Linked DNA regions of Mus musculus: all the other regions are linked to region 4. A link is a contact called in public HiChIP or PLAC-seq data. All regions are on one chromosome and are shown on one strand. The core of a region is the stretch at or near the end of the contact, and the rest is flanking DNA. Distances in the headings are between cores, read along the strand shown. Region 1 has its middle 33 kb from the start of Gm34097. Region 2 overlaps Antxr2 (anthrax toxin receptor 2). Region 3 holds the start of Paqr3 (progestin and adipoQ receptor family member III). Region 4 has its middle 35 kb from the start of Gm34029. Region 5 overlaps Antxr2 (anthrax toxin receptor 2). Region 6 overlaps Antxr2 (anthrax toxin receptor 2).

What was found. HiChIP or PLAC-seq counts read pairs in DNA pulled down with a chosen protein or histone mark.
Region 1: a contact with region 4 is called in a RAD21 HiChIP or PLAC-seq map of pro-B cells, with 8 times the contacts expected there. The contact joins two enhancer-like sites.
Region 2: a contact with region 4 is called in a RAD21 HiChIP or PLAC-seq map of pro-B cells, with 7 times the contacts expected there. The contact joins two enhancer-like sites. A contact is called at or near these places in 1 of 15 datasets of contacts at CTCF or cohesin (pro-B cells), 1 of 484 Hi-C or Micro-C datasets (embryonic fibroblasts) and 1 of 115 datasets of contacts at active chromatin or transcription factors (large pre-B cells).
Region 3: a contact with region 4 is called in an H3K27ac HiChIP or PLAC-seq map of large pre-B cells, with 7 times the contacts expected there. The contact joins the promoter of Paqr3 here to the enhancer-like site in region 4. A contact is called at or near these places in 5 of 39 promoter capture datasets (cranial neural crest, frontonasal cranial neural crest, hippocampal neurons and 2 more), 2 of 15 datasets of contacts at CTCF or cohesin (large pre-B cells and pro-B cells), 19 of 484 Hi-C or Micro-C datasets (brain, cerebellar granule neurons, cerebellum and 12 more) and 3 of 115 datasets of contacts at active chromatin or transcription factors (astrocytes and large pre-B cells).
Region 5: a RAD21 HiChIP or PLAC-seq map of pro-B cells shows a contact between it and region 4, with 7 times the contacts expected there. The contact joins two enhancer-like sites. A contact is called at or near these places in 1 of 15 datasets of contacts at CTCF or cohesin (pro-B cells) and 1 of 115 datasets of contacts at active chromatin or transcription factors (large pre-B cells).
Region 6: a RAD21 HiChIP or PLAC-seq map of pro-B cells shows a contact between it and region 4, with 4 times the contacts expected there. The contact joins two enhancer-like sites. A contact is called at or near these places in 1 of 15 datasets of contacts at CTCF or cohesin (pro-B cells) and 1 of 484 Hi-C or Micro-C datasets (cerebellar granule neurons).

The regions. Positions count from the first base shown.
Region 1 is chr5:97,877,900-97,882,695 of GRCm38.p6, reverse strand. No RefSeq gene overlaps it. Among named protein-coding and RNA genes, the nearest start is that of Gm34097, 33 kb to the right of the region's middle. Within about 2 kb of position 2,370, at least 17 of the 459 cell types and tissues checked have an H3K27ac peak or open chromatin away from gene starts, as enhancers often do. A contact at or near this core is called in pro-B cells, where this site is marked.
Region 2 is chr5:97,958,273-97,963,301 of GRCm38.p6, reverse strand. Antxr2 (anthrax toxin receptor 2) reads left to right here. Exons shown (of 17, transcript NM_133738.2): 12 at 2,597-2,692. Among named protein-coding and RNA genes, the nearest start is that of Gm34226, 56 kb to the left of the region's middle. Within about 2 kb of position 3,456, at least 21 of the 459 cell types and tissues checked have an H3K27ac peak or open chromatin away from gene starts, as enhancers often do. A contact at or near this core is called in pro-B cells, where this site is marked.
Region 3 is chr5:97,109,576-97,114,448 of GRCm38.p6, reverse strand. Paqr3 (progestin and adipoQ receptor family member III) reads left to right here and starts at 2,853. Exons shown (of 7, transcript NM_001359910.1): 1 at 2,853-3,190. The coding sequence starts at 3,006.
Region 4 is chr5:97,599,710-97,604,283 of GRCm38.p6, reverse strand. No RefSeq gene overlaps it. Among named protein-coding and RNA genes, the nearest start is that of Gm34029, 35 kb to the left of the region's middle. Within about 2 kb of position 2,688, at least 18 of the 459 cell types and tissues checked have an H3K27ac peak or open chromatin away from gene starts, as enhancers often do. A contact at or near this core is called in cortical neurons, pro-B cells and uterus, where this site is marked.
Region 5 is chr5:97,977,594-97,982,564 of GRCm38.p6, reverse strand. It overlaps Antxr2 (anthrax toxin receptor 2), which reads left to right. Exons shown (of 17, transcript NM_133738.2): 8 at 2,531-2,591; 9 at 4,866-4,964. Among named protein-coding and RNA genes, the nearest start is that of Gm34226, 36 kb to the left of the region's middle. Within about 2 kb of position 1,919, at least 34 of the 459 cell types and tissues checked have an H3K27ac peak or open chromatin away from gene starts, as enhancers often do. A contact at or near this core is called in pro-B cells, where this site is marked.
Region 6 is chr5:97,903,404-97,908,397 of GRCm38.p6, reverse strand. All of the region lies in intron 16 of Antxr2 (anthrax toxin receptor 2), which reads left to right. Among named protein-coding and RNA genes, the nearest start is that of Gm34097, 59 kb to the right of the region's middle. Within about 2 kb of position 1,562, at least 11 of the 459 cell types and tissues checked have an H3K27ac peak or open chromatin away from gene starts, as enhancers often do. A contact at or near this core is called in pro-B cells, where this site is marked.

The sequences.
Region 1 (4,796 bases), core at 1,121-3,620, 280 kb before region 4:
AGAACATACATCTCTATATACATGTTCATATATAAGTTGCTTTCCTCATTTATCAGGATGGGAAGCAGGAAGGGATGTTCTGTGTGGACACCTAGTGAGCAGGTGGCTGGCTGGCTTGAGAGGCCAACACTTCAGTCATACCAAAAGTTCCTCCCAGTTCTGATGTTTGCATGAAAATGATGAAATCAGAGATTTTAGTGTTTATTTCAAATTTGTCATGAGTGCCTTCTTCCTTGTAAAGTTTGATAGTATTAGCTCTGCAAACTGCCAGTTTAGTTACAGAAAAGACATTGAACTCTAACATATAAGTTGACAATTAGTCATAATGGTGTAATTTCTTAGTCAATGTTTTACAGAAGAATTTGTTAGAGCAACAGGTACTATAGTCATATATGACCAAAACCTCTCTTAAGATAAGCAAAACATTAGAAAAGGTATTTAGAGTTTGTTCTGGTCTTCCAGTCTCACTGGGTGTCTTAAATTTTCATATACAGAGGCAAAAGAAAATCCCTATTCTGAAGTAGTTATGAAATCATTTATATATTATAGAAATTTAAAATGTATACTTCCCCCAGTCAACACTAGACAAAAGGAAAATCAAAACAAACGAAAAGCCCACTTGATTAACAACAACTATGCCTGTGTTATGTTGTCCATAGCACATAGTCAACGAGAACTCTTTTGTTGAGTGATTTAGTGTTTAGCATCTGGAGTTTATTCACAGAATGAGCCTTGCACAGACTTACCCTGGTCTTAATGTAGATGACTACTGGAAGAATCCTATACCCCCCAAATCCTAAATTTTATCTCCTAATCGTTAAAAAGTTATTTATATCTCTGATAAGTTATCTTTGCAAGATTGCAAATGTTAGTCATAAATAGAGCAAATTTTAGACATGACTAGAATGTATATTTAAATATGTTCAACCTAAGTAGAAGTATTAGAAACTATTTCCCAGAGGGCAGACCATTAACAATAAACACATCTCTTTCATGAAGGCAAAGGCGGGGGTGGGGGTGGGGGTTGATGGGAAACAATAGATGTGAATGGAAGGGCTGAGCACATTCAAAGCCACAGTTGATAAAGGAAGCTGTTGCATCCTGTGCTCAATTAGGGACAAATCTAAATCTCTTGGCAAGCTCATGGATTCCACCATCTGATTTGTAAAAGCAACTGGAGAAAAACTCAAAATGGGAAACAAAACTGACCAGTTCTAGCAGATGACGCCTATAAATGGAATTTTGACTTGAATTTCTGATGTGAAACCAGACAATGACGATGATGACACTCAAGTTCTCTTCAAGTTATTTTACTTTTAAAAACATCTTTTTAATTCTAAAAGTTTCTGCTAATTAAACAGAGCAATGACAGACCTTCGTTTTCTTTAAATACTTTGTTTGTGTGAGGCTGTCACACAGAAGGAAGGATTATATTTTAAACAATATGCTCAAGTGTAAAAATCTTCAACAAATTCTTAATGTTTTTTTATAGGAGAAATTTTGAGGAGTTTTGTAATGAGCATCTTGAGCCTTCTCTAAGGAGAAAGATATTTCAGGAAATTGGAAAGAATTGTAAATAATTTAAAGAAGCTACTGGGGACTGCACCATGACCTACAGCGTACCTTTGAGGAGATTCAGTCACATATATCACAACACTAAATGCAAACTTAGTGCAGCATCATGGTGGCTTAATAACTCAGTGTACTGCCACTGCCCAGGAACTACTAACCAGATGCATTTCTAACACTAAACCAATCCTTTCAAAAGTTCTTATCAAATGACAGAGAAAAGCTGATTCCTCGGGCTTCCCGGAGACATACAGTGCATGTCTCAAGTTCCTCAAACAGGCCTTATGAACAGGCTGGGGGTCAATTTTCTTTAAAAAATATTTCCCATAACTTCAAAAATCAGTGTGATATATCTCACCTCAAGGTTATAATCACATATGTTCATAATTTCTTGCTTTGAGAAACTTTTAATACCAACGAAATTGAAGAGAGATAGTTTATTTCCCTTTCCCATGGCTATGATGAAGCTCTACATATTTAGTGTTCCAAACGTAACACAAATTTATTTTCTCCCTGATTTCTTTTCTTTGCCTTCTTCAGCTTCTATTGCCGCCTACAATCTTTAGCTTCATCTGCCTCCAACGCACCGCACACCAACCTTCAACAGTCTTCACAGCAGCAGTTGCCTTTGGTCTCCGGCTGCCATATAAAGACCATTGCGACTGTCCTGTGTTTATTCCCATAATTCAGCAGGAACATTGCCTGAAGGTTCCCTTTCTCCATATAGAGTAACAATCATTAGTTCAAGGGAGGAAGACACGAATGTTGCAAGGGTCTTTATTTAGCTCACGCAAACCTGTGAGTTCCCTTTTTTAAATAGCTACTTTTTTTTTAACCTATCACCATAAGAGACCTACAAGCTAGGCTCAGCTCTCCGTGTTAAATCCACCCCTGTGGAAATTCATTATCTTGATACGCCATGACTGGAGCCGGGAGAGACCCTCCATTTGCTCCATTCTTTTGTGCTGCGTGTTTTGTACTGTACTTAAGACTTCACACAATGAACTGAGCTAAGGGTTACACTGCTGGAAGATGTTTGCCAGATGAAAGATCGCCCAGGAGATGGAAGCATGTGGTCAGAGTTTTGTTTCCTCCAAAGCATTTGTGCAGAAGGCCATACGTTAACTAAGTTATTCCTGGAAAGCTTTCTGCTGTCATTCTGAAAAACATTTAAGAAGGTATTTAAATATCACCAGAGACTATGGGCAAAAATACACTGATATTCTAATGCTAACATCAGTAATAGACATATGGACTTCAACAGAACTTCCTCCCACCTGTTAACTGTTTTTCACCCATAATTAAGAATGTTCTCATAAGAACTTGTTTTAAAATTGAAGCAAATCTCACATATATATTAAAGATTGGTAAGCAGCAATTATAAAGATAGTCATAGGTGTGATAAAGTATAAAATGATAAAGATGAGTTAAAGTCTAGGTAGATTGAATTGGTAGAAAAATTATTAATTTTGATCCAGGAGGTAGGAGACATTTTTGTATGTTTCAGATTCTATATCAGTACTTACACACTCTTTTTAAAAAGTACATTTACATATTTAACAATATTATGAACTACTTAGGACATAAACCTTTATATGCTTTGTGAACCTAAGACTTGGCCTGTATCTATAGAGTATCTGAGAGTTTTAAAAAATGTCTTTATGCATACATCATTCTCTCTTTTTTTTTTTTTTTTGGTCAAAAGGTATATTCTAAGTGCATACTAAGTGTAGCATGCTAATTTTGCTAGAACCTATGGAAATGTTAATTTGCATTTTTAAAACATGCTTAGAAGGTGGAAGGGCCTTCTGATGATACTCAGTTGAAAAAGTTATTCTGGCATGAATCCTGAGTGGTCAATTTAAAACATAAACCGGATCATGTACAATGAGATTTCATGCTCAGTGGGACCTGTTTTATGTGGCCAAGCATAGATAAACTCTGTTCCACGGTACCTCATTTTGCCACCACACAATTTCCAGTGTATATGAAGTCTTAGTGATGAATCATGAGGCCTGTAAACCATTCCATTTGTTGCAAAATATTACGTTTGCTTAACTTACAGGAAAGTTAAACCACATAAATTTAATATCCTCTGGGAGAGACAAGGCTGGTGTGCCTGCCAGGGCAAAGTGGTGCTTCTGGAGTGCACTGTGTTTAGGACACTTGAAGACTGTTGGTCTAACATCATTCAGAAGCAGTTACTATTGGATAGAAAAACAAATAGAACTCAAAACACTTAAGGGATAATTAATTCAGAATCTTAACTTTAATTTCTGAGGAATGTGGGGTGAAGTAGCTCTTCACAATGGAAAACCAAGAAAGATGACTATATTTGTTTTTACCTTGTGATAACACTATGTTCCAAGTTTATATTCTAGTCTGTATCCAATACTTCTCTTTCTGACCCACAGGGAGAAGAACAGTGGTATTTCAGGGAAACCAGGAAATGCCCTCTTAGAATGTCCCCAGCACTCAGGTCTTCATAGTGCCTACAGAATGATAGAAACAGTTTTGGGGCCAGAGTCCTGAGGGCATACAAAGTTGACTGGGCTTCATTCCAGAGATAAAAAGGACTATTTGAAAGATGAAAGGATTAGAAGTCAATGAGTTTCCTTTCATCATGAAGAGAAAGGAGCCCAAAGTTTCCCAAGAAGAACCCAGCCAATTCTGCACTGCTGCAGAACACAGGATGCGGAGCAATCTTGGCAGAAAATCTCAAGAGGAAAGGAAGTGTCTTGAGGTTAAGCTCTTGTCTGCTTCCTAATGTTAGCAGATGCCTATCTTGTGCCAGTCTCAGCAGAAGACAATGGGATACTGCAGACAATCCAGTGTCTGCAATCTGACTGTCAGATGGAGACAGGAATGGAACAATAGAGTTTTTCAAAGAGGTAAGAAAGTGTGCTATAGTCATGCAAGAGGAAGGGACTGACCTAGCCTGAGGCAAGTTGTGTAGTGTTTGCTGATCTTGGGAGAAGTGGCAAGTGGTCTTCTTTCCAAGGGAACCCCCTTGAGATGGAACACAGCCAGAAAGATAAGTATATATTATCTTCCCTCGAGCTGGTAATTAATAACAGATTACCAACACAGAGCATTTCAGAAAGGCTCCCTTAACATGTGCCCTGCACGTACAGCATCCCCACTTGTGACACGCATGTTTCCTTGCTGTCACCATCATCATCTCTTTTTTGAGATGAGCTTTGGTTTCTTTCTGTTATGCCTGTTGC
Region 2 (5,029 bases), core at 2,207-4,706, 360 kb before region 4:
GCTCATCCTTCCTCAAGCATTGCCTGCCAGGTTCCCCCATGTGTCTATTGGGTCTCCTTCCTCAGACTTCATAGTGTCATTATTTGTTTGAGTTCCATCTCTATTACACATTGGCTACAGGAGTGCATATTCAGTATGTGGCCTTGGCACCTGTTTAACAGTCTTGCCTTTGGTATTGGCTTCTCAGGTATGGTTTAGATGAATGGGAAAGCATTTTTAGATGTCTGTCACATATATCGAATCCATCTAATTCAAGAAAAAAAATGACAATCATGAGTTGAATATTTTTGAGGATTTTTCAACTGGAGGTCTGTGTACTGACAACATTTCTAAGTAAAAGCCGGACACTTTTAGTTTGTGATCGTGACACAGCTCTAGGAGTGACAAGACCTACTTTCATGTTCTTCCTCATCTGGCTTCAGGTCCACACCTTGGCGTCAGCTCATAGGACTCTTGTTTTCATTCTTCGTCTTTCCTTAATTGTTTATAAAGTTATGTGAACAATGAAATTACTTCCTTCATCACACTGATCGCTCCATGCTCTGATGTTAGCTCTGATAATGAAAACAAGGGAAATGGGGAAGCTGGGGTTCATACACAGTGAGCACAGCTAGTGTTTGGGATAAGTACAAACAGACTCAGAGCAAGGTCAGGTAGCTTTAAATCATTGCTTCCTCCCAACTGATTTTCCATCATGCTTGGCTGAGACAAAGGGAAGTGAGATCTGTAGTTCTTTAGAATATATGTAATCTAGTTTTACATTTTGCAGAAAGTCTTTGGAATCTATGGATAGTGTCACCACACTATACATCTATTTCCTTTGTGGAGACACATTGTTTTTTGTCAGTCTTACTAATAGAGGCCCTTGATTTTGAGGGAAAAAAATCAAGAATTTTAAGTGCTTATCTACTTAATATTTATTTCAAAAGTCTGCATAGGTTTGTGAGTTTCTTGTTCATTGAATATGCGTAGGAAGAACAAATCGGCCACAGTTTTTGCTGACTCGTGGCCTTCATTTGCATTTCCTCGTCTGTGAAAAGGATATAAATGTGAAAAAAGGGAGATCTGGATGTTCACAGAGTTCTCCCTGAAGGTGTACAGCACATCCACACTGAGAGTATATTGCTGAGTTGCCAGGCCTAAGTAGGGGTTGAGGATCTCCACAAGATCCTGTCGCTGAAAGTAAGACCAAGAATGCATAGGGTTCTCCCAGAGTCCACTGCAGTTTCTCTTCTAGGAAGTGCTTGTCCTGCATATTCCTGCCTTCCTAGTGCGGTACTTACTGTAACTGCCTGTGGGGGTGGTGTGGTTTGTATCTTAAGTCTTCAACGTGTGGGGAAAGAGGACGGGCTTCCTGTTCTTTCCCAATCTATACTCACTTGTCTTCTGTTCGCCTTAAGAAGACGGTATTTAGATGCTTGTCTAAAGTTCTCGATAGAGTATTTCTTCCTCTTTGTTTTTCCTTCCTGAGTTCTTTCCTTCTTAAAAACAAACAAATCCAACAAAAGACAACCAACTAAAATGGCTTTCCTGGGAGTCCCAGAGACGTTGGGTTTGGAAGAGACACTGTTTTCATGTAAAGTCAGTGCCCAGTTCTGTGTATGAAATGAAAGTGTGGATGTCCGTTTCGACACCTGTGTCATCACGTGGAGTCTTGTTGATTTGGAGTTCACTTTCTTGGTATGTAGCTTGCAAATGTCAAGCAAGGAGCATCAAGTGGTAAAGCTGATGGGTAAATGGCCTTGGGATTCCTAGGAGATGCACAGTCAGGACAGAAAAATGGAATTAAATCATCCAAAGGTCATAGTTAATTCCATTGTAAAAGCACTGTCGTTAACATGTAGGAGGATTCTGTCTAAATGTGTCGCCTGATCCCGTGGGGCATTTGTAGCTCTGGACTCTTAGGAAGGGTTCCTACTGGAAACAGTTAGCCTGAGGCCTGAAGGATGACTCAGTGGTTGCTACAGTGCCGCTTACAGGCTGGACCCAGAGCAGGTGCCCAAAGGGTAGAGGAGCTCGGTGGACAGACAGTGGAGAAACATAAGTGTAGGTCTTGCCTGCGTCAGATGTGACCAGAAGGCAGTGAGAGGAAGGACTTATCAGACTGAAGTTTCACTGAGACACAGGCATTGTTTTCTTATCAACCTGCATTTTATATCTACCTCACCCTCCAAGTACATAAAGTAATTGCTGTTGTATCACCATAAAACCTGGGGAAACTTTGCCTGGAAGAAATTGGACTTGAAACAACGTAATTGTTGCCTAAGCACAAAAGTCCCTAAGGGACCATTTGTTTAATCCTCAAAAGTTGTGGCTCTCACGTTCTTTTAAGACATATTTAAATCAGTCTGCAGCATGTTGGAAGATGCGGCATGTCTTGTTAACCATCTTCGCATGACATAACATGCTATAAGTGAGATACAAAAAACTTTACAATTAGAAAAATACATTCATAACATTTAAAAGAGTGCAACAGAATCTCGGTCTGATATTGTCTGGCCATTTTCACCCAGTGTGGGCTTCTTACAAAGGATAAAGAGCTTGTGGGTTTTGATCTTAAACTTCACTTTTGATTCTTTATTTTCTTCCTCTACAGACCAATGGGATTGCAGCCATCGTAGCTATTTTGGTGTTGTTGCTGCTCTTGGGTGCTGCCTTGATGTGGTGGTTTTGGCCCCTTTGCTGCAAAGTGGTAAGAAGAATTTTCAACTCTTATTAATTTTTTTTCAAAGCACTACGATACAAAGTAAGGCCTGGTATATGAATCAATGTCACATGGTCCCGCAAATTAATTAGGGAATGGATTAATCCAGCAATTACAACAGCAACGTTTTAATTGGCAACTTGAATCTCCATTATTTTATAACTATAGTAAATCTTAGAAAATACTTGCTAATACTTGTAGCATAAAGCCCACCTCAAAGACAATTTGGAGCTCAGGTTGGTGGACAGAAGTGTCAGGAGATTGGAGGTAGATGGGATGAAAGTCATTTCCACTCAAGCTCAAGGATAGTTCTGATAAATGGATGCTGCTTTCCACCACCATCAGGAGAACCACAGGTTCTGTGGCTGTTTTAAAGGCTCATATCTTTGAAGGTCTACTACACACGATGTTCTTATATCTTACAACTGTAACGTGTTTTAGAGGTAAGTCCAATGCCAACTTAGGCTATCAGTTAAACAGGTCCTTTTAGAGACAGACAAACAGCTTATGCCATTTTAACGTTTACAGAAAGCACATGCAAAAGTCTGGACTGTGGAACTCCCTCTGTTTTCCTAATAGGTCACTACCCATATGACTTACAAAAGAACCTCGCATCTTTATCTAGTGGTTAATCCACTACAGTGCTTACATAGGGCTTGCTGGGCTGATGGGCTTCCCTGGGGACCCATGCCTCTCCAAAGCTCTGGGGCAGAGTCTGTTTTCCTTATCACTTCCTGTTTAAAGAGGAAGCCTCATTCCTTGCCTTGTGATGTCTTTCATCACGCCAGAGTCAGTCCCTCTGTGTCATATCCCCCTGACTTACAGATCTCTCCAACTGAATCCAAGTGGGAAGGCTACCCAATGTTAAAGACCTGTAGATCCCAGATGGGCCCATTATCTCAGGGCTGTTAATCATCACAACCCCTTAACCATGTAAGGTACTTTATTCACAGTACCAGGGATTAGGTTACAGGCATCCCTACAGAGGTATTATTCAGCCTTCTACATAATAGTGCATAACACACACACACACACACACACACACACACACATTTATGTATGTATTTTTACTTAATCCCTTTTATCTAGATTTTATCATAGAAAAGATTATCCCAGGAAAATCTGTCAGTGTGTTCCGTGTATTTCTTGTTTTGAGAGTGTTACTTACGTGAGCACACTTTCATTATCTCATCACACAAAAGACTGACTGTTTTTCTCCTTTCCCTTTGCTAAGTGATTTCAACTTCTCACAGTATCAGGCAATGGTTTATATTCTGGCTATGTTTCTTACCACCTGTACTGCAGTCTGCTTTCCTGAGGCAGCCTTAGGATCCCTTACCTCAAGGTAGCTGGCCCACAGAGGAGGCAAGGCATTAACTCAGACATCAGGAGGGACGAGACGCTTCCTGTCTCTTTGCTGAACTCATCAAGTTGCTGCCACAGCAGTTTATGCTCAAAAAGTTTCCCCCATATAATCTTGATTACCTTAGACACGGCTATTTTGGGGTGGATGGCATTCTTGAGTCTCAAATTAAAAAGCAAAAAGGTGCCCTAATGTGATTTGTGCTCCTTGCATTTTTAATTTAAATTTCACGGTGGCAGATTCCTCCCTTCATTAGGTAGTAATTTCATTTACTATTGGTCACAGGGTGCAAAAGTGTCCAAGTGTGTCACTGTTCCCTTAAAGATACATAAAAAAAAAAAAACTGATATGGACCATTTTCAGGAAGTTGTTATTATTCTGAAATGTAGCTTTAGAACATAAATTTGGATATTATAAAGGAAATTCTAGCATCAGCTTGTGAAACAGGTCCGTTCTAACCTGAGACCCTGCAGATAATAAACCAGGAACCTGTGTTATGCAAGGCATTGAGAAGTCCCTTCAGGCACATTATAGGATTTCGGGAGGAGTTCCTAGCTGCAGAAATAGCATGGCGTCCCATCAGTACTGAAATGTGTTGGCCAGATCAGCCACTTTTGCTTTGCACTTGGAAACAGAATGAAAAGCAGCAGGCCCTGAGTGTGAACTTGTAGTCCCACCTGGGTGGGATGTGAACTGTAGCAAATGTGCTCTAATGAGGCTTAAAAGCTGGGGTACGGGGCAGGCAAGATCCTTCCTTCAGCCTTTGATGACCATGTGTTGACCATGTAGAAGGTGGCAACTACTGTGCTAGGAGCTGGAGACTCATATATGCCTTCAATATGATATGAAACTTCATATTTTAATATGGAAGCAAGAAATGTGGGCTAGACATGTAAATGAAGGACCGTAAGTACCCAATAGCAACATGTGAAGGGCAACAATGTCAGAGGCACCTGACTGTG
Region 3 (4,873 bases), core at 1,604-4,103, 490 kb after region 4:
GACAACATTGTAGCATGACCCCAGTCAATTCTGAAACTGAAGGCAAGTTTAATTTTCCCAATCTGCTTTTTATACCATTTAAATTACATGCAAGTATTAAGGGTGAGCAGTAGTACAATAAGGAACTAACAAGGCAGTAAGCAAAGTGATTACTGCCATGATTACTCCCATGACAGTTGTTTAAAAGGGCTCACATGCATCCATTGGATGGAGCACAAGGTCCCCAATGAAGGAACTAGAGAAAGTACCCAAGGACCTGAAGGGGTTTGAAGCCCCATATTGATGGGAGAACATCAATATGGACTAAACAGTACCCCCAGAGCTCCTTAGAACTAAACCACCAATCAAAGAAAACACATGGTGGAACTTGTGGCTCTAGCTGTATATGTAGCAGAGGGTGGCCTAGTCGGTCATCAATGGGAGGAGAGCCCTAGGTCCTGTAGGGGAATGCCAGGACCAAGAATGGGAGTGGGTGGGTTGGGGATCAGGGCGAGGAGGGAGGGGCTTTTTGGAGGGGAAACTAGGATGGGGAATAACATTTGAAATGTAAATAAAGAAAATATCTAACAAAAAAAGAGTAAAACTTAGTTGTTAAAAAGGAGGGCGGGGGGCGCTTGTCATGATGACCAAAATACTTGAGCCCACTTCCTTGTCCAAGCCCAAAATCTTACCTAAAGTCTACTTCTTTTGTTGCACCCTAAGATTAAAATTCCTGCCTTACCCCACTTCCCTATTACAACCTAAAGTTAGATTCTCGATGAAACTTACTTCCTTATTATGCCCTAAAGTCAGATTCCTGCCTGAAGGCCATTTCCTTGTCATGCCCAATGTCAGACTCCTGCCAAGTGGCACCCCAAAAGGCTCTCTACAAGCTGCTATGAACATAGCGGAGCATGTGTCCTTGTGGTATGGTGGAGCATCTTTTGGGTATATGCCCAGGAGTGGTATAGCTGGGTCTTGGGGTAGTACTATTTCCAATTTTCTGGGAAACAGCCAGATTGATTTCCAGAGTGGTTGTATAAGTTCGCAACCCCTGCACCACTCGAGGAGTCTTCCTGTTCTCCACATCCTCACCAGCATCTGCTGTCACCTGAGTTTTTTATTTTAGCCATTCTGACTGGTGTGAGGTGGAATCTCAGGGTCGTTTTGATTTGCATTTCCCCAATGACTAAGGATGTTGAACATTTCATTAAGTACTTCTCAGTCACTCAAAGATTCCTTTGTTGAGAATTCTCTGTTTAGTTCTGTACCTCATTTTTAAAAAAATGGGCTATTTGGGTTTTGTTGTTGTTGTTTGGTTGGTTGGTTGGTTTTTTTGTTTTGTTTGGTTTTGGTTTGGTTTTTTTGGAGTCTAACTTCTTGAATTCTTTGTATATTTATATATTTTGGATATTAGCCCACTGTCTGATGAAGAGTTAGTGAAGATCTTTGCCCAGTCTGCCATTTTGTCCCATTGACAATGTCCTTTGCCTTACCAAAAAAAAAAGTTTTGTCCCACATTGCTGGACTTTTTTATCTGTTGATCTTTTGCTTGTATTATGGTTTCTGATTTTGTGTTTTTTATAGAGTTGTCTGTATTTGTGTGCTTCTATGTGTACATATCTCTGTACATTTGTGTTTATTGTGCTTTTCCTTTGTTTTATTTGTTTCATAGTTTTATTTTTAAACTACCTGTCTGTTTTCTAGAGAGAGGAAAAGGGCATGGAATTTCAATGGCGAGAAGGTAGGAGTGATTTGGAAGAAGATGGGGGAAAGAAAGCAGTGATCAGGATATATTATATGGAAAAACATTAAGTTTTATAAAGTATCATTGTATTCTATAAAAGAAAGAAATCTGAGTTAGACAGTTTGAACTAAAACAAAACGATTGGTGATATCCAGAATGAGTCTCTTTCCCGACTGATAAACTGTCCAACAATAAAATATTTATGGTCTTTTAATATATATATTTACATTTTCATGGTCTTCCCCTGAACTCAAAGATAATTACCAGATGACTCTCACTCAGTAGTGACTCACCTTGAAGACATGATCACATTTCTTACCTCTTATAAACGTACTTTAAAGATAAGTTTCAAGTTTAACCTTGCCATCATAAAATAATTCCTCAGTTCACACAGCTGTATCAGTGTATATAGGTAGATATTTATATGAATTACTATGATATGTGTCTTGTCCTAAATACGACCTTAACTTGTTAATAAATATAATATATAAAAAATCCTAATGTACCTAGTAGTCAAAAACAAACAAAACAAAACAAAAACAAAAAATCCACACCAAGGTCCCTTCTGTGTGTATCTCATCAACAATACACCATCCAGCTGTAAGTTAGCTTGAATTATTTACCTTTCTGTTACTCTCTTCTTGTTATTCAAAATACAGTAAATATCACTTCTAATGGAAAACAGAAAAAAAAGAATCACTTGGATTTGGTCGTACTTGGATTTGGATTTTTCACCTGAAGCTGAAGGGAGATGGGCGGACCTGATTGGAGTTAGGGGTGGGCCAGATAGGGGCGGGGCTAGGGGCGGGCAGAGCAGAAGGGCGGGGCTAGGGGCGGGCCGGATGGGGGCGGGACTAGGGGCGGCCCGGGTAGAAGGGCGGGACTAGCGGTGGACCGGCTAAGAGGGTTTGGCTAGGGGCGGGACACCCAGTAGGGCGGGGCCAGAGGTTGACTGGCTGGCGAAGGAGGAACTAGGGGGCTCTCCAGCCAGGTAAAGGACGGGGCGGCAGGCGGGTCCTGCTGGTAAAGCCCGAAGGAAGGGCGGGCCGCCAAGGCGAGGGGCGTGGAGAGGGCGGGGCTTTTCGGCGCGCTGACGTCAGACCAGGCTGCGACGCCGGCGGCCGTCCAGAGCTGAAGCGGCGGAGGTGTGTGTAGCGGAGCCGGGCCTGAGCAGACGCGGGCCGAAGCTCCTGGCTCAGCGGCGGCGGCTCCGGGGCGGGGGCGCCAGCGGCAAAGCCCCCTCCCCGGGGAGGCGGGGCCGGGCCGGCGCCTGGGAACCATGCATCAGAAGCTGCTGAAGAGTGCGCACTACATCGAGCTGGGCAGCTACCAATACTGGCCGGTCCTGGTACCCCGCGGCATCCGCCTCTACACCTATGAACAGATCCCGGTATCCCTCAAAGACAACCCCTACATCACCGACGGCTACCGGGCCTACCTTCCTTCCAGACTGTGTATCAAAAGGTACAGTGGCTGCTCCCTGCGGCGCATCCTCTCCTCTCACGCTTTTTGTCTGCTCTCCCCATCTTTCTCCGCTATTCTCTGTGCGCATCAATTCCTCACCTTTGGGCCCTTTATCTTTTTTCTGCTCTCTCTCCTCCGCGGGCCCTTGATCCACGAAATAACAATGATATTTACAGTGGTCATCGTTCCCTTCTCCATTGGCCCTTTGCTGTTTACAAAGCGCTTTTACATCCTTTTTTCCATTTGGTAATCACTGGGGATATGGGTTGGAATCTTCCCTACTGACAAAGGCCGAACCTTATTTGCTTTGTATACCTGAGCTGTGTTTCTAGGGCAGCTCTGTGGGGATTCAGAAGTGTTGGCCAGCTGAATGTCCATTCAATAGCAGACAGGTCCACATTGTTGTGCATATGTATGTGGGAAGCCCTGATTCATTCAATCATCTACCAAATGCGCATTGAGGCTCTGCTAGCTAATAGGCACTATACCAGTTGCAGAAGGCAGGCATGGTCCTCGTTCCCATGAAGCTGCTGAGGTCTAGCCTGAGTGGCAGACACTAAAGGGATAATTACACTATTACATAATAGTAATTGTGGAAAGTGCTGTGTAGGAGAAACCCTGTAGCAAAGAACTCTGAAAGGGGACAGCCAGACCAACAGAACACCTTAGAAGCCTCCAAACAACATGGGTTTGTTGATTTAGAGCTTTAAAATGAGAGTCTCAGAAGCTTCTGTTTAAAAAGAAAATTTTAAAAATGGCTTTGGTTTTCAGGGTAGTCTTCTGTCAGACCTCACTGTATGTACTAAAGTTTTTGCTCTATCAGAAGCATGGTGCAGCCCTCCAGGTCACTGGAGTGGCCATCTCTGCTTCCCACAGTGTGGGCTGTTGAATTGCCCAACTAGCAGCCACGTGTGCGTTTATTGATCTCTCCAGCACAGTCTTTCCCCATCCCATTTCTTTTTGTACTGCCTTGAAAGGATTTTTGTGGCCTTGTTTGAATGGATGACCAAGTGGATGTCACAATTTGAGTTTTAATTACTGCTTTATCTCCCCAGTGCTTCTGGTACATAATTAAGAAATCAGAGCTAGGCCCTGCTGTGGGGATGGAGGAGACAGGCCAGAAGTGGACTGCTGTGAATATTGTACCCACCCAGCAGTGCTCCTCTGCATTCTGATGTCTTGAGTCCAAATCTGAAGGAGTTGAAACCAGGACTTATAAAACGTTAGATCTTGAGTTGTTGAGTCAGATGCAAGTTCACAAACATGCCTCTTAACTGCTTCAGAAATTTGAGCAAGAGTTAACCTGTTGATTTTGAAGATAAACAAAATTTACGAGTGCCCAGCTTTTCTGACAGTACTACTTTGTCTTTTGTGGGGATAGTCTTCCTACAATGTTGATCTTATCCAAGTTGGACCTTTAGCCTCTCTTCTTCTAACTTTCAAGAGTCTCACAGACAGATTTTACACGTGAAGAGAGGTTTTATATGTCCATCCATTCTACCTGCCTCTGTTCCTGGGAAGGAACATGGATAGAGTATGTTTAGTTAATCAGGTTATACTGGGTTCCATCCAATGAGTGCTGAGGCAACAGGCAGAATGTAGCGCTGCTTGCCAAAACAGCCCTGTAATTAGATGCTTCTAGAGCATTCTGTTAGTTCCTCCCCCAATTGCAGAGAGCCTTTA
Region 4 (4,574 bases), core at 1,439-3,938:
CACACACCTTTCAAATGTATGTTTCATTTTCAAATTGTTACACATACACACTCACTCACACACCTTTCAAATGCATGTTTCTTTTTCAAATTGTTATTACACACACACACACACACACACACATTCACCTTTCAAATGCATGTTTCTTTTTCAAATTGTTGTAAACACACACACACACACATACCACACACCATATACACACTCTCCTAAATATGTAAATGCAGCCAGTTTAGTCTGCATAATATTACATGTATGCATATATGATTTCAAGTCTAACAGCCTGGTATTGGATAACCAACTCACCATGCGTGCCTAAACAAGACCTGAATGGTATCTTAAACATGCTAACAAGGAATAGAGACATCTCACTAGGCTCCACCCTTAGCCAAAGGACTCTAGGCAGCTAAGGGCCACTGAGAGTTAGAGAAATGGTCTTTCTTGATGTCATGGTTTGTATATTCTTGGACCAGGGAGTGGCACCATCTGGAGGTGTTGCCTTGTTGGAATAGGTGTGACCTGGTTGAAATAGGTTTGTCACTGTGGGTGTGGGCTTAAGACCCTCAACCTAGTTGCCTGGGAAGTCAGTCTTCACTAGCAGCCTTTGGATGAAGACATAGAACTCTCAGCTCTGCCTGTGCCATTCCTGCCTGGATACTGCCATGCTCCTGCCTTGATGATAATGGACTGAACCTCTGAACCTGTAAGCCAGCCCCAATTAAATGTTGTTTTCTATAAGACTTGCCTTGGTCATGGTGTCTGTTCACAGCAGTAAAACCCTAACTAAGACACTTGAGGAAAGCTCCTCTCTTCTTTTATATACATTTGTGCTTCTTTGAATGTTCCAGTCTGTGTTGAATTCTAATAATTAATAAAATGGGCTGGGGGCAAGGCCTGAAATAAAATGTCATTTCAATAATTCTTCTAAATTAGTTTAAGCCTTAAATGTCAGTTCATAAACTTATTAAACTGTTATGTGTATTTTTTCATATTGGTAGCAAGAGTTCTGACACTTGCATAGTAACTTTATGGAAGTTTAGTCAAAGAACAGTCCAAGCCCAAGAGCAGTCCAAGCCCACTAAATAAAGCTCTAAACTGCTACCTAGAAGTTCTTCAGGATGACACAGAGCAAGTTACAAACTCAGCAGTGACTGCAAGTATTTCTGGGGAATATGAAGAGTCGGTCAATCCAGCCATGGAAATTTTTACATCTTAGATTCAAGGAATATTTAGTACTAGGTTAATTGCCACTTACATTTCAAACTCTTCAGTGAATCTTAAGAAAGGAGATTTGTACAAATTGAAGATTTCACTTCCAAAGAATAATACACAGTGTCCCATTTGTTCTCTGAAAATGGAAACTCTGCTGTTGCAGCTCCTTCATGCATATGACATTGAACACTTTCATCTCAGTTGATCTATTGATGGCAAACAATGCTGCTTTACCACTGATATGTTGGTAGCTGAGCAATGGAATTATCTTCCCATTTTTACTTTGTCACTGTTTAAACAGTAGATATCAGAAGACCCCAAAATTAAGTGTAATCGAGCAAGACATTTTCCAAACCTTAGCATCTGGCAGTTTTTTGTGCCTGTTTATAGCTAAAAAAAAAAATAATAATAACAAACATGTCTTTACACATGTAATTTTATATGCCATGTCAGCAGGTAACATACTTCAAACAACCTGTGGCACACAGAGATGAAACAACTATTTTATCTTTGAAAATAGGAGAGTCAGCCAACATAGTGTTAAATACAATTATAAATAATCCTCGTTCGAATTTTAGCAATGCTTGAACACTCTGTTCCTGACTCCTCTTGCATTCTCAGCCAACTATTAGATTAATGTATGATTTGTGTAATTCCTCCAGATGAAGAAATTGAGCTGTAGACGTTTGGGACTGTGCCCGAGGTGACATAACAAGTGCGTGTTAAAAATAGGATCAAACTGGCTCTGTCTTGTCTGGTCTGCTTTCTGTTTGTGAGAGCATAGCATTTCTGTTTAGTCTTGTAAAGGGAGAGGCTGCAGAAATCCAGCGAATCCAGATTACTTTAAGTCAGACAGTGCCACACTCCAGTCTTTACAGGGTTCCCTAAATACTGACACACTTGAATTACAGATGACCAACTTCAGATAATGACCAAGTTGCTCATTACCATAGATGGAAAGAAATTATCAGCATTGGGTTTTCCATTTTCAGACCATTGGATGATTATCTATGCTGACACATAGAGTGGTCAATTTATTCCCAAGTGACATGGATTCCATGAGTGATTTAGTTTATTGACAAATCCTCACTTAAGTACTAAACCTGGAATCCTGAGACTATAGGGCACTTCTTATACTCTGTAGCCCTACCTGCATGAGTCTTAAGCAGTGACTGATTGTTCTTAAAATGTCCTTGGCACAGGACCACTTTGCATTTGTTATTAAACCATTGGCTGTTTTTTAATTTTAAGAAGTATTAGGTTTTTCAGTGAAATAATGCCCGGGAAGTGAAACCAACATAAAAAGATCTAAAATAATGTCTAAGAACATTCCAGAAGCAATCTTTGAGGATTTGCAATATAACCCTTCTAGACCAAATTGGTTGCCTGTTGAAAATGTACTCCTGTCATTCATAGACAGAGAAGGTGACTAAACGGTTAGTTACATGCTTGGCTGGGTAGTGCAGCCATGCTCTTTCCTGGGCAGGGTGTCCTTTTCCTGTGTTGTCTGTGATCTTGAACCAGAACTACATTTCCAGCCTGATGATCTCCTGAGACACTGTGACTTGTGCCCCATCAGCTTTTAGGTGGGGAGAGTCTTTCATTAAAAAAAAAAAAAAAGTATTGCAAGAACAATGGTTTATGCAGAGCAAATGTAAGCATGACAATTCAGTCCTGCGGTAGGACAAAACATGTCAGAAATGTACAAGGTGCCAGTTTGATTTTATTCAGCAGGCAACTCTATGCTCTGAAGGAAATGGTTTGCTGACCTACTGGTTACATATGAAGAGGAATAACAAGTTATAAATTAAAATAATGCTGTTCCTCTGGTTAGTGGGTAAGAACATAATAACACTGGAATAACATGGAACTTTTTGCCCAGACAGTTAAATTAACTCACTGGAAATGCAGCAGACTAGATGATTCTTTCCAAAAAGTAACATAATCATTTCTTTTTCAGGCTTGATTAAATTCCCTCTGCCTGTGCAGATTTTATTTCTGGTCCCAAATTATATGTATCCATTCCTGATCGTTGAACAAAGCATAGACCCTGAACGATTCGTCTCCAACATTCAGTAAACTCAAGCTACGGTAGCTCCAGGCACTGAGCATTCCATGTGAGGGGGCTGAGTTGAGCGCTCTGCTGTATAAGATGCTATTTGCATAGACATATGAATGTGCACACTTTGGACACATCCTCAACGGGATTTGTTTTTTATTGTGATAGGCAAACAACCCTAACTGAAGTAGGGCTTCCCTGTTAAAGTGCTCGGCCACCTTAACCCAAAGCAGGTATCAGAGAGCCTGACAAACCAAGTCACCCAAGACATATTTGCATTCTGAGCGTCAGCAAGGCTTAAATTGTATACAGAACAGGAATCTGCTGCTGACACCATGCTGAGGTGGCCAATTTTCTGGTCATAACAAGGACTAAGCCCTTCAGCCACATCAGAAGGACTGAGTGTCAGGGTTTTGCTGAGGGATCACAGGCAAGTGACAGGAATAAAAAAAGCCTACTGTGAACCTCGTGATAGTTGATGACTCTGAACTTCTTTAGTCGGAAAGCATCAGAAGCTATGTAGCAGGGCTTGTGCAAATCAGCTCTGCGCTGTGAACTGACTTGCAATGTATTTTTATTCACATACACAAGAAAAATGTGAAGTCAAACCAACAAGAAATAGATGTTCGGACCTAAAGACACTAAAGGCCAGAAGAAATGAGCTCCATTCAAACTCATTGTAGGTGAGTATTCAGAGGCAGACTGGCTGCTTCAGCTGTTCTGCCCTTACTAGGAAATAAAGCCAGTGAGTCCCTGAGGACACAGCACTCGAGAAGCACTAATTGACCTTTAGACTATGTGAGTAAGGTGGCACACAGTAGGCATGTCTTATGGTGATTGTAATGAACAGTGAACTGATCACCTTGGGTTTACCTGCTACATGTTTTCATATTTGTACTCCAAGCAAAGCTAAGGGTCCCCTTTAATTCAGGAACTTAAAAAGAAAGGGTGGACCACTGAGGAAGTAGGTGCTGGCATGGAAACAGCATAGGTGCTGGGGCCAAAAGGTGACCTGAGATAAAGCTACAGTGCTCCTGCACCCTAGCCAGCTATCTCACCATGCTTTCTACACATCAAGCTTTTTAGAAACACAGAGTTAGAGCTCAAGGCAGCATGGTAGACTCAGACACAAACTGAGGGTGAACATCTAAGAAAAACATGGTTTCAGGAACTCCTCTTTAAATCCTTATACAAATAGAATGGAATTCCATGTAAATTTCTAAGAAATATATTAATTTCTTATTAGAAACAGGAATGATTACTCCTCATGTTACATAATTTGCCATCGTGCTGGGGTGAGGAAGGG
Region 5 (4,971 bases), core at 670-3,169, 380 kb before region 4:
TGGGGCTTCTAGTCCTCCAGCTGTTTACAACTGCATCAAAATCTATACTTACCCTGGGATGGTTGCAGACTAAATTCCAACTCCCTGCCCTGTGACAGTTCCCCATCTTCAGCCCCTAAGGATAGTTTAGTTTCAAAGAGTAGCTTCTTTCTCAAGATGATGTTGGGTCCAGCACCTTCCCTCTGAACCACAAAAGTGCAAGAGTATGCTTCTGTACCACTGGGGACCCATCTGCCCGAGGAATCGCTGTTTCATCAAAACCATCTTGATTTTAAGCCTACACATTTTTTCAGGAGTATCCTAAATGTAGGAATCCAAGTCCCTTTTCACCAGGGCCACAAGCCTCCTGCTTTGGATAAGTTTTCTGACTTTGCTCCCTCTGTCCCTGCCAGGCATCCCTGTGAGCGCAGGGTGTTAGGTTGGGCATCTTCCACGAGCGATATCCTATCCATAGTCTTGTAACGCCCCTGTTTTCTTGTTTTCTTTCCCTGAAAGATCTCCATTTTGACATCTTGAGCTTCTCATTGGTCACTTCTTGTACAGAATATTTATTTTTTTTAAAAAATGAACTATTGTGCTTTAATGTAATTACAGTTTAAAGTATTGCATGTAAACTACATTCCAGCATTAAAGTATTCAGTGTCTAGTTATTGCCATCTTAATATAGAATATGGTAAATTCTAGATGAGGAAAACAAATTTACAAGTCATTTTTATTTCTAAATCTGTATTAACTCTCTCGTCAGTCTTGTCTACCCGCCTCTTCTCTGACTATTTTTTCATTTGGAAGTGATTTTGATAAACTTTGTTTTAAATTATATCATCTTGCATTTGTAAAATTCATAATTCATAGAAGGGCTAGGTGCTTTTTCTTAAAAAACTGTCTTGACTTATCTGTGTCCCGATGTGATTATTGGTTTGATGACTAGAGAGACCTTTTAAATGTTATTTCTAGTTTATTTTTTCAACCTAAACAGTTATTGGTTACATTGTACGTACAGAACAGGCTGTTCATCATGGTGTGGTCCTGCTCTGTAATCTGATTGATTTTTTTTTCAAAAAGTATCTTCTCATGGATGAAGCAAGTTCCGTTCTCAACACACGGCTCGAGTTCTGGAGAAGGGAGGCCATGTTTAGCAAATTCAACTGGCTTATGTCACACACTGGTGCCAACTTTATGACTCCCTATTTTTTTTTTTAAAAGAAAACTTTCCCTTATTAGCCTAAGCTATATCAATCAGGCCCTTTTTTATTAGTTGGAATATTTTCGGTTTAGTCTTAACCCACACAAGTTTTCTCCTTTAGAGTCTGTTACACAAATTCTGTAAAAATATTTAAAGGTGTTATTGACCAGAGATTCCATTCCTCCAGGGAGAGTATGTTGGATTTTACCATTGGTCCCCAGTGTTGTTATCCAAGAATTTTGGTGGCTTTTTTTTTTTTTTCCAAATCTCAAATCTTATGCGGTTTGTAGTGAAGACTCAATCATACATGAAAATTTGTATTCATTTGGAAAAAAACTTTCAAAGGTTCAAACGATGTCTCTTATTCAGAGGCGCGTTCAGCATGGATAGGTCCGTGATTTCACAGGTGGTTTAAGACACTGAGTGTCTGTATTTCCTCTGTAATTCAACAGCACAGGAAAGGTTTGCAATTATTTATTTATTTATTTATTTATTTTGCTGCGGGATTTCCGTCCTGTCTGGTTACAAGCAGGGGCTGTGACCACCTCTGCACTTCATCTGTCTTCGAGTTCCATCAGGAGCGGAACGCTGATCACAGACCATCTGGACTTTGTCTGACTTTGATAATGCAGTGCAGAGGAGCTCTAAAAATAGAGGCAGAACTCCGGTGACCATCAGGCGCAGCTTGCTTCATTGTTCTTCACTCGTAGCCCTGTGCCTCGTGCGGTGGTTTCTGCGTCTCAGAGCGCTTTAAGTGGAGCGGTTCTGAGTCAGTGCGTTGTACATGCTTGAGTGCAGACTGTGTTTGAGAATAATTGTTTGGTTTTCACAAGGGATCTGCGTTCTGCAAGTGTGATGTTTGATACATGCAAGGGAGTTGTGTCCCTTGGGAGCTAAGCCTTGGGAAATGGACTAGGAACACGTTGTCAAATAAAGAAGCTGTTATGGGTTGGCAATCTTTGAACTTCAAAACAGAAAACATAACGAACAGCAGGATTGAGCAGGCAGTTTGATTTGCTGTCTTGTTGTTTTGGCTGGACTGGGAAGGATAGCATTGGTTTTGATATGAGGAGATTTTAGTTATCTGTTCAGATTTTGAGGCAGTGCTCAGTTTTCCCATGATCATCTGGGTTTACTCTGATAAAATAGGGGATTTACCATGTACAGTGTTAGACCCTGCGACAACACAAGTGCTTACACAGAGTTTTGTAGCTCAATGGGTAGTGGTGAATTGACTTGTCTCTGACATCTTTAGATATAGGGAGTGGACCTCGACTTTGTTAATAACCATGGGACTCACATGCTACAATTAGTCTTATAGCTTATTATTTTTTTTATCCTTTTCAGATATTAGCTCAATCATGTACTGAAATCCTGGAATTGAGTCCTTCAAGTGTCTGTGTAGGGGGTAAGTGTTTAGAGTTTAAAAATACCATGTAAGAAATTATTTTTCTTTTTCCCCTAGCTGAAAGATATGATTTGAAACTCATGTTGGAAGGAGAATAGCAAAATTAACTTTTTTGGCATCTTTTTTTTGGTGTAAGAATTTTTAAATAATTCCTTGAAATATTTCTATTTTAAATTCAAATTTTTAAGATTCAAATGTTATTTTAAATAATGAGCATATTGTGTGACAGGCTTTTAGAATGTTCTGTATATTCAGTTCATGTTTGAGACCTTTTCTATGGCAAATAAAATAAAATATAGAAGCCTTTATCTGATTGGGTGGTATTTGGGACTGCAGAGCTCTATGCTCTAATGACCTGGCCATGTTATCCTGTCTGCAAGCTCCAGGCTCATAGGGAAATGACTTAGGGGCAGAGTGCAGGAAGGAAGCAGGCGACTTCATCAGCTGCTTCTCAAAGCAGGTTCAGGTTCTCACCTCCCAGACATCCTTGCCCAGGCAGTCTGCTTCTCCCCAGCCGACTTTCCTCTTCAAGTTGACCTAGAGTTCTTTTTAGCACAACTTTTTTTAGAAAAGGAGAAAAGAAGTCCCATCCTGAATAAGGAGAAGGGGAATTTATCATATGTAAATTATCACAGAACATCGTGGTTACCGGATGGATGTGCTGTCTAGCCCTGCATCCCTTAGCTCCCTAATACATGATCATCGAGACAGGGAGCAGGAAACATGCACGGGGACATTCCAGAGCAGTGGGGTCTTTTCTAAGGATGGAGAGCATTAGTTTTCTAGGAAAAACATAGGCAAGTAGGTGGAAACTACATTAAGATAATAGCTTGTCTTTATTACATCCCTTCTTGAGCCTTCCAAGCCATGTTCCTTGAATCTACAGTTTTACTTAGTCACTTTAACATTGCTCTTCAGGAGTTGTATAATCCAAGTTTGCAGATGGAGAAAGTGAGGCAGAGGCAGGTTTGGAGATTCAGTATATGTGAGTCATTGTCCTTTAGATCCTTGTCCATCTGACAACAGTGTCTATGCTCTTACTGAATTACATGTTAGGTATGCCTGCACATTGTTAGAACATATGAGTACTTCTCTTTTGATGACGCAGTGAATGGAGAGTGGCCGGTAGGCTTTGCTTTGGTAGCTGGTGACAGTGTGTCAGGCTTGGTGGTAGGAGGGAGAAGTCCAGAAAGATAGAGGGTGTTAGGGTGAATTAACCTGAAGGAACTCTGAGTATAAAGGTCCATTTCGGCATCACAAGTGATTTTGCCTGGTTTGTAAACTTCAACAAAATCTGAGCTATATATTTAATACACGTTGAAAAATAAGAACAAAACCCCAAAACCCCAGATCTTCAGTTCAACCAACATATTTATACTATTAAACTAGGAACTTTCCCACAAGATAGATCTATGATGTGAATGTGTGTGAGTGTACACATATGTGTGTACACTTGCATTTTTCCTATGTTATTTCTAGAAGAGCCTTGCTGATTTTTTTTTGGTGGGGCTCCCAAACTCCCTTTGCTGCCCAATTCCTAAATTGTAATTTACTCAGATCAACTCTGTAACATTTCTCTTACTTCAGTTTGCCTTTGGGACAAGAGGCCATCACCATTGGGATTGCTAACATATTCGATTGTAGTCACACAGCACGTCTTCTCTACCCATTGAGAGATTGGGTCTGCCAACTTTTCTTCTAGCATATTCTTTCATATTCATTCCTTTTCTAAAATTCAGTGTCTTTAGACATTGTAGATAGGGAGACAGTAAAGCAGATTCCTCTAGTCCCTGTCACGGCTGCCAGTAATCCAAACAGCAGAACGTCTGTTGTACTGTAAGACAAAACAGGTTGACAAGTTGTTTGTTTTATTTACTTCCTGAACTTAGTGACTGAGAGAGAAAAGAGAAAGAGCACATTCTTTCTTGAAAAGCCTATAAGAATAGAATTGGGGGAACAGAAATAAGCCAGGTAATTATTGCTATATTTTAATTCTAATACCTGGGTTACTACTGGAAAACACTCTAATAAAAACCAAAGTAGAAGCTTCGTGCGACAATGAATGCCATCTCCACTATCTCTACCTAGAGCGTCTAAAGGAAGCAAGCTTGGCTGGAGTCGTAAAGTCACGGTTATTGGTGGAGAGGATCGAGTGCGGAAATATGTGCTGAGGCTCCCGAAACTGTGGCTGATCTTAAAAAAAAAAAACCATTGGTTACAGGCTCACCTTTTTTTCTTTCTTTCTTTCTTTCTCTTTTTCTTTTTTATCTCTAGAGAAATTTCAAGTTGTTCTGACTGGAAGAGCAGTCACGTCGATCAGTCACGATGGCAGTGTCCTCTGTACATTCACTGCAAACAGCACATATACAAAGAGTAAGTC
Region 6 (4,994 bases), core at 313-2,812, 310 kb before region 4:
AGACAAAGAGTGAACTAAGTATCCTTGTCCTTGGTTTGCAATAGTTTCCCGTGAGTATCCAAATGATGCTAAATAAGAGTATGAGTTTCTTCATTTTTTGATTTCATTTAATATGTATCCACTGTATGATTTATTACAAAGGAGTGGAGGAATTAATGAACAAGATTCACATTGAATTTTTCTTCTTATGGATTTAATTGCTAGCTCATAAGGCAGACAGTAGGTAAATATTCAAAATTAGTATGAGACATTGCCCCATGAATGAGGATATTCGTGAAGGTAACTGAAGGAGTTATACTCTGACATGTCCATAGGTAAACTATAACAGTCTCAGTGAGTACTATGAAGAAAAAAACAACTCAATATATGGATGTGTTCAGACAATAGCAAAGATCATAGTATCTTTATTTAATGGTTTTTCTTATTAGCACATGCCCACTTGTAAGACAGCTACTATACAAACTGAGGCAGGAGGAATGTGTCTGTGTGCTTTGTGTGTGCACCTTGGTATTTCTAAGGATATATCCTTTCTGTAAATGAGTGCACTTGTGGCACATACATGAGATATGCTCATCTCCTTGAGACTTTCTAGTGCTGCTCTGGGAACAAACAGTGAGCCCTCACTGTCGCGGCGTTAACCTTGCCAATCACAGACTTCCTGTAAGTGCACTGCAGTTACTTGGAACCTTTTATGGCTTGGCGTTGGCGTTCTTTTGCTAGATTACATTTATGCATTAGTACCATCTGTGCCTGCTGCACCTTCTGTGAGTTAGCCCTGTCCAAATGACTGGCATTTATCTGGAAACAGAGGGGAGAGAAAGAGAGAGAGAGAGAGAGAGAGAGAGAGAGAGAGAGAGAGAGAGAGAGAGAGAGAGAGAGAGAGAGAGAGAGAGACTGTCAGCATAAGCGAAATTTGGTGAGGGAGACATATAGAGCCATCTCTATTGATTCATTGTCTCTTGGAAAATCAAATATAATAATTATTTTTTTAGCCTCTGAAATGCAAAAGAAGTTACAACCAGTATTTAAATAAGGGAATACAACAAAGCACACATTTTGCTAGGTTTTCAAGTCGAGAGAAGTTATATGCAGTTTGAATACGAGGGTGCTTCTCATGTGATAGTGAATATACATAATACGGGTTTTGGTGTGGCTGAGCAGATATGGTAGATACTCGAACTGAGTTCTATTTTGATCAATGTGTTGAAGTGTAGACTTAATTTCACAATTTTATTTAGGAAACGATAGCTCTATATTCGACATATAAATCAGATTGCTGAATTATTCCATAGACTCTCTCCAAGACATTATTATTTTAAGCCATATGGTATTGCCACAGTTCTCATACCTCCAACACACCCTAAGCTGTGAGTGGAAATAGATGAATCGTTTTTCTCATCAGTAAAAATAGATGCCGAAAAGTTTCAGCTCATTTACGCCGTTTATTTTTAAATTGTGCCTATTTTCGGATGCTTGATCATCTGGTTTCCATTCTTGGGGCAGTTCAGAGGTGGTGAACTAGGGTCAGAGGGGGCCCCTAGGGGAAGATAAAACACAGTGAAGAGAGGTGGCAGCCTCAGAAAGAGGAGGGAAGGAGCAGACAGAGAGGGGACTCAGAAAAGCACTATAGAAACAGCTCCCTGAGGACACTCCTGAGCCCTAGAGAACAGGAACCATTGGTTCTAGCAGTTACAGCCACTTGAGCACAAGGACCGTTCACACAGCTCAATCTAGGAAGATTAACATGCGAATATGTTCTTCAGAAGACTCAACACCAAATGGAGATCATATAAAATCTTAGGGCGTAATGAGCATAACTATTCCACGTGCTACCCTGTGTTACACTATAGGCTCAAAGAGAAATTCAGACTGAGTCTCACCACAGAGCACTGCCTGGCCGAGAACTCACATATAGACAAGGTTAGACTCAAACATGTATCAATCCCCCTGCAGCTGTCTCTCCCAATGCTGAGATGACAGAAATGTATCACACTGCCCACCCTCAAATTTTACTCTCAAATGACGCTTGCCACTGGCAGTTCCAATTTACTATTCTCTGGATATTCAGCATCGTTGGCGTGGAAAAAATCTTGATGGCAGTTCCTCTGTTAGCTTAAGGAGAAGAGGCCCCATAGAATCGCTCGAAGATCCTGGCCCATCATGGTGTTGATGGGAAGTTGGTGGTTGCAGCTACATCATAAACAGCTAAGCACAGCAGTACTCATTCAATCACAAGTGCTGGGCTCTTCACTGATTGTTTTTCCTGATGGCCTAGTCTATGAGCCTGGTTGTGTTCATCTTCATTTGCCAGATGGTTGGCAACAGCAAAAGCCCTCGAATCTTCTACTCACTGACTGGGGGCAGGCGTAGGATGGGCAGGAAACCAGCCTTCCACCCCCTCCTCTCTCAACTGTTAGGGTAAGTGCTTTAGTTTCAATCATGGATTTTGTAGCTATTATGCAGAATAAATAGTTTTCCAACTCCATTAAGCATCCTATTTAAATCAAGTCAGTAATATTTCTACCATATTATTCTTAGTAGACTTGTAAACTGGTATGCATTTTCTTGAATATTTGCATTGTGAAAACACATATTAAACATTAGTATGTACATGCCATCAACAGTTTTGTTACATGATAGGGAATCAACTGCATGATAAATAAAACAAACATGGTCATATTTATAAATAATCATATAATAATTTGTAATTGAAGGTCATCATATTTTAAAAAGTTAATTGGGGAGTTAATTTTTTAAAAAAGTTTTATTTTTTTACAGCCAAAGTCTCAGTAACTTTAGAGAAATTAATTCTTTTGATTCAATTTTTTATTATATTCATAACAATATGTTTTGCTTTGATAATTTGAAAAAATATATTTTTTCATTGCACTGTCTTATGCTTTCTCCCCTGTTGAACCCTTTCTTCACCTGTATATCTTAAATTCATTTCATCGCTGAATTCTATAATCACATTTCAGTTACTTAAAAATGATATATATATATGTATATTTAATAACAATATTTTATTTTGTTAAATTGTACATTACACAAAAGTTATTATGCTACTCATTTTAAAATGTACCATTTGGTAGCATCAAATCCATTCATATTTTACAGCCATGACTTTTATACATTCCCAGAAGTTTTATCATTAGCACAACCAAAATTTCATACCTGCCAAAGAACAGTCCTTCACCTTCTGCACGGCCCCAGTAGCCACTGTGTCATCTCTCCTTGTGTGTGTAGCAGTTTTAGGTTTACCCATGTGTGGCATCCCTCTTCTATGATTGGTTATTTCAGTGGTATGACTTGTTCTAAGTGCAACCATGTTATAGCATGGAATGTTAGAATTTTATTCCCTTTTCTTGAAGTTAAAGTTTTATCTTTTTGAAGTTCATACACACATAACTATATTTATATCATATCATTATAGCCTTATTATTATTGTTACTGTCACACACACACACACACACACACACACACATGCACATGGTGGGCTCACTTAATGTTTCACCAATGTGATCAAGATTAGATGCTTGGGTTTGGACAAAATAACAGGAGGCTCATCCCTTGGAGATGACTTTCTAGAAGGCAGCAGATATCCTGGTCTTCCTGCTCTTTCCAAACCCCATCTTCCCTGGTGTCAGGTATAGGAGTTGTCTGTATCATGGGTCTATAATTTGGGGTTGGCTGTTATTCTTTGAATTTTGACCATTATGGATGTCTGTGGTAGTCTCTAGTTGTTGCAAAGGAAACTCTGTTGATGTGAGGTGAGAGCCACATTTATCTCTCCATGTAAGTAAGGATAAGTATATAGAATGCACCTGCACGGAGAAATTTTATTGGCCGGGGAAGGTGGGAGTCGTAGACTCGTGTTTTGGAGGATGAATAGAATAGTACACTCTATCCATAGATCTAACTTTAAAACTGATTGATCCCTGAATAGACACTCCTGTTCTGCTCGTTTATTTTCTGCTTCTTGTGAATAATGGATGTAGGATTTCTTGGTCCCCGGTCCTTTAGAGCCACATCAGAAAGAGCATTTCTGGTTCACTCTGCATTTCTGTGGTTATTTTTCCGGATACTTCCAGAAAGACCACATACATTTTTATTTCCTATTAGCCACTTACACGGATTTGAATTTTCTATATCCACTCCAAACTGCTATTTCTTCATTTTTAAAAATGATGATAGCCATCCCAAAGGGTGAATGATTGGATAATGATAGTTTTTTTAAGCTTCTATTTCTTCCTTACTTTTTAATTTATAAATAATTTATAGTTCTTATTTTAATATATTTGTTATATATGTGATTAAAATGATTTATATATAATAAAATAACTACTAAAATCAAACACATATTCACCCTCTTCTATAGCAAACTTTCTTTCTTTCTTTCTTTCTTTCTTTCTTTCTTTCTTTCTTTCTTGCTTTTTTTTTCTTGGTTTTTCGAGACAGGGTTTTTCTGTATAGCCCTGGCTCACTTTGTAGACCAGGCTGGCCTCGAACTCAGAAATTCACCTGCCTCTGGCTCCCAAGTGCTGGGATTAAAGGCGTGCACCACCACGCCTGGCTGCAAACTTTCTTTTTTATTGTTTTTTATTTATTTACATTTCAGATGTTCTCTCCCTTCCCTGTCTCCCCTCCAACCCCCCCATCCTATCCCCCCTCCTTTTGCCTCTAAAAGAGTGCTCCTTCACTCACCCACCCACTTCCCCTTCGCTGGGGCATCAAGCCTCCACAGGACCAAGGACCTCTCCTCCCATTGAAGCCGGACAAGGCAATCCTCTGCTACATGTGCAGCAGGAGCCATGGGTCCCTCCATGTGTACTCTTTGGTTAGTGGTTTAGTCCCTGGGAGCGCTGGAGGGTCTGGTTGGTTGATATTGTTGTTCCTCCTATTTCTTCATATGTGTGTGGGGGAGGGCGGCAGCACCAAACATATTTTTAGCTCATATCTTGCAGGTAATGCAGTATTACTAGTTACAACCTCCA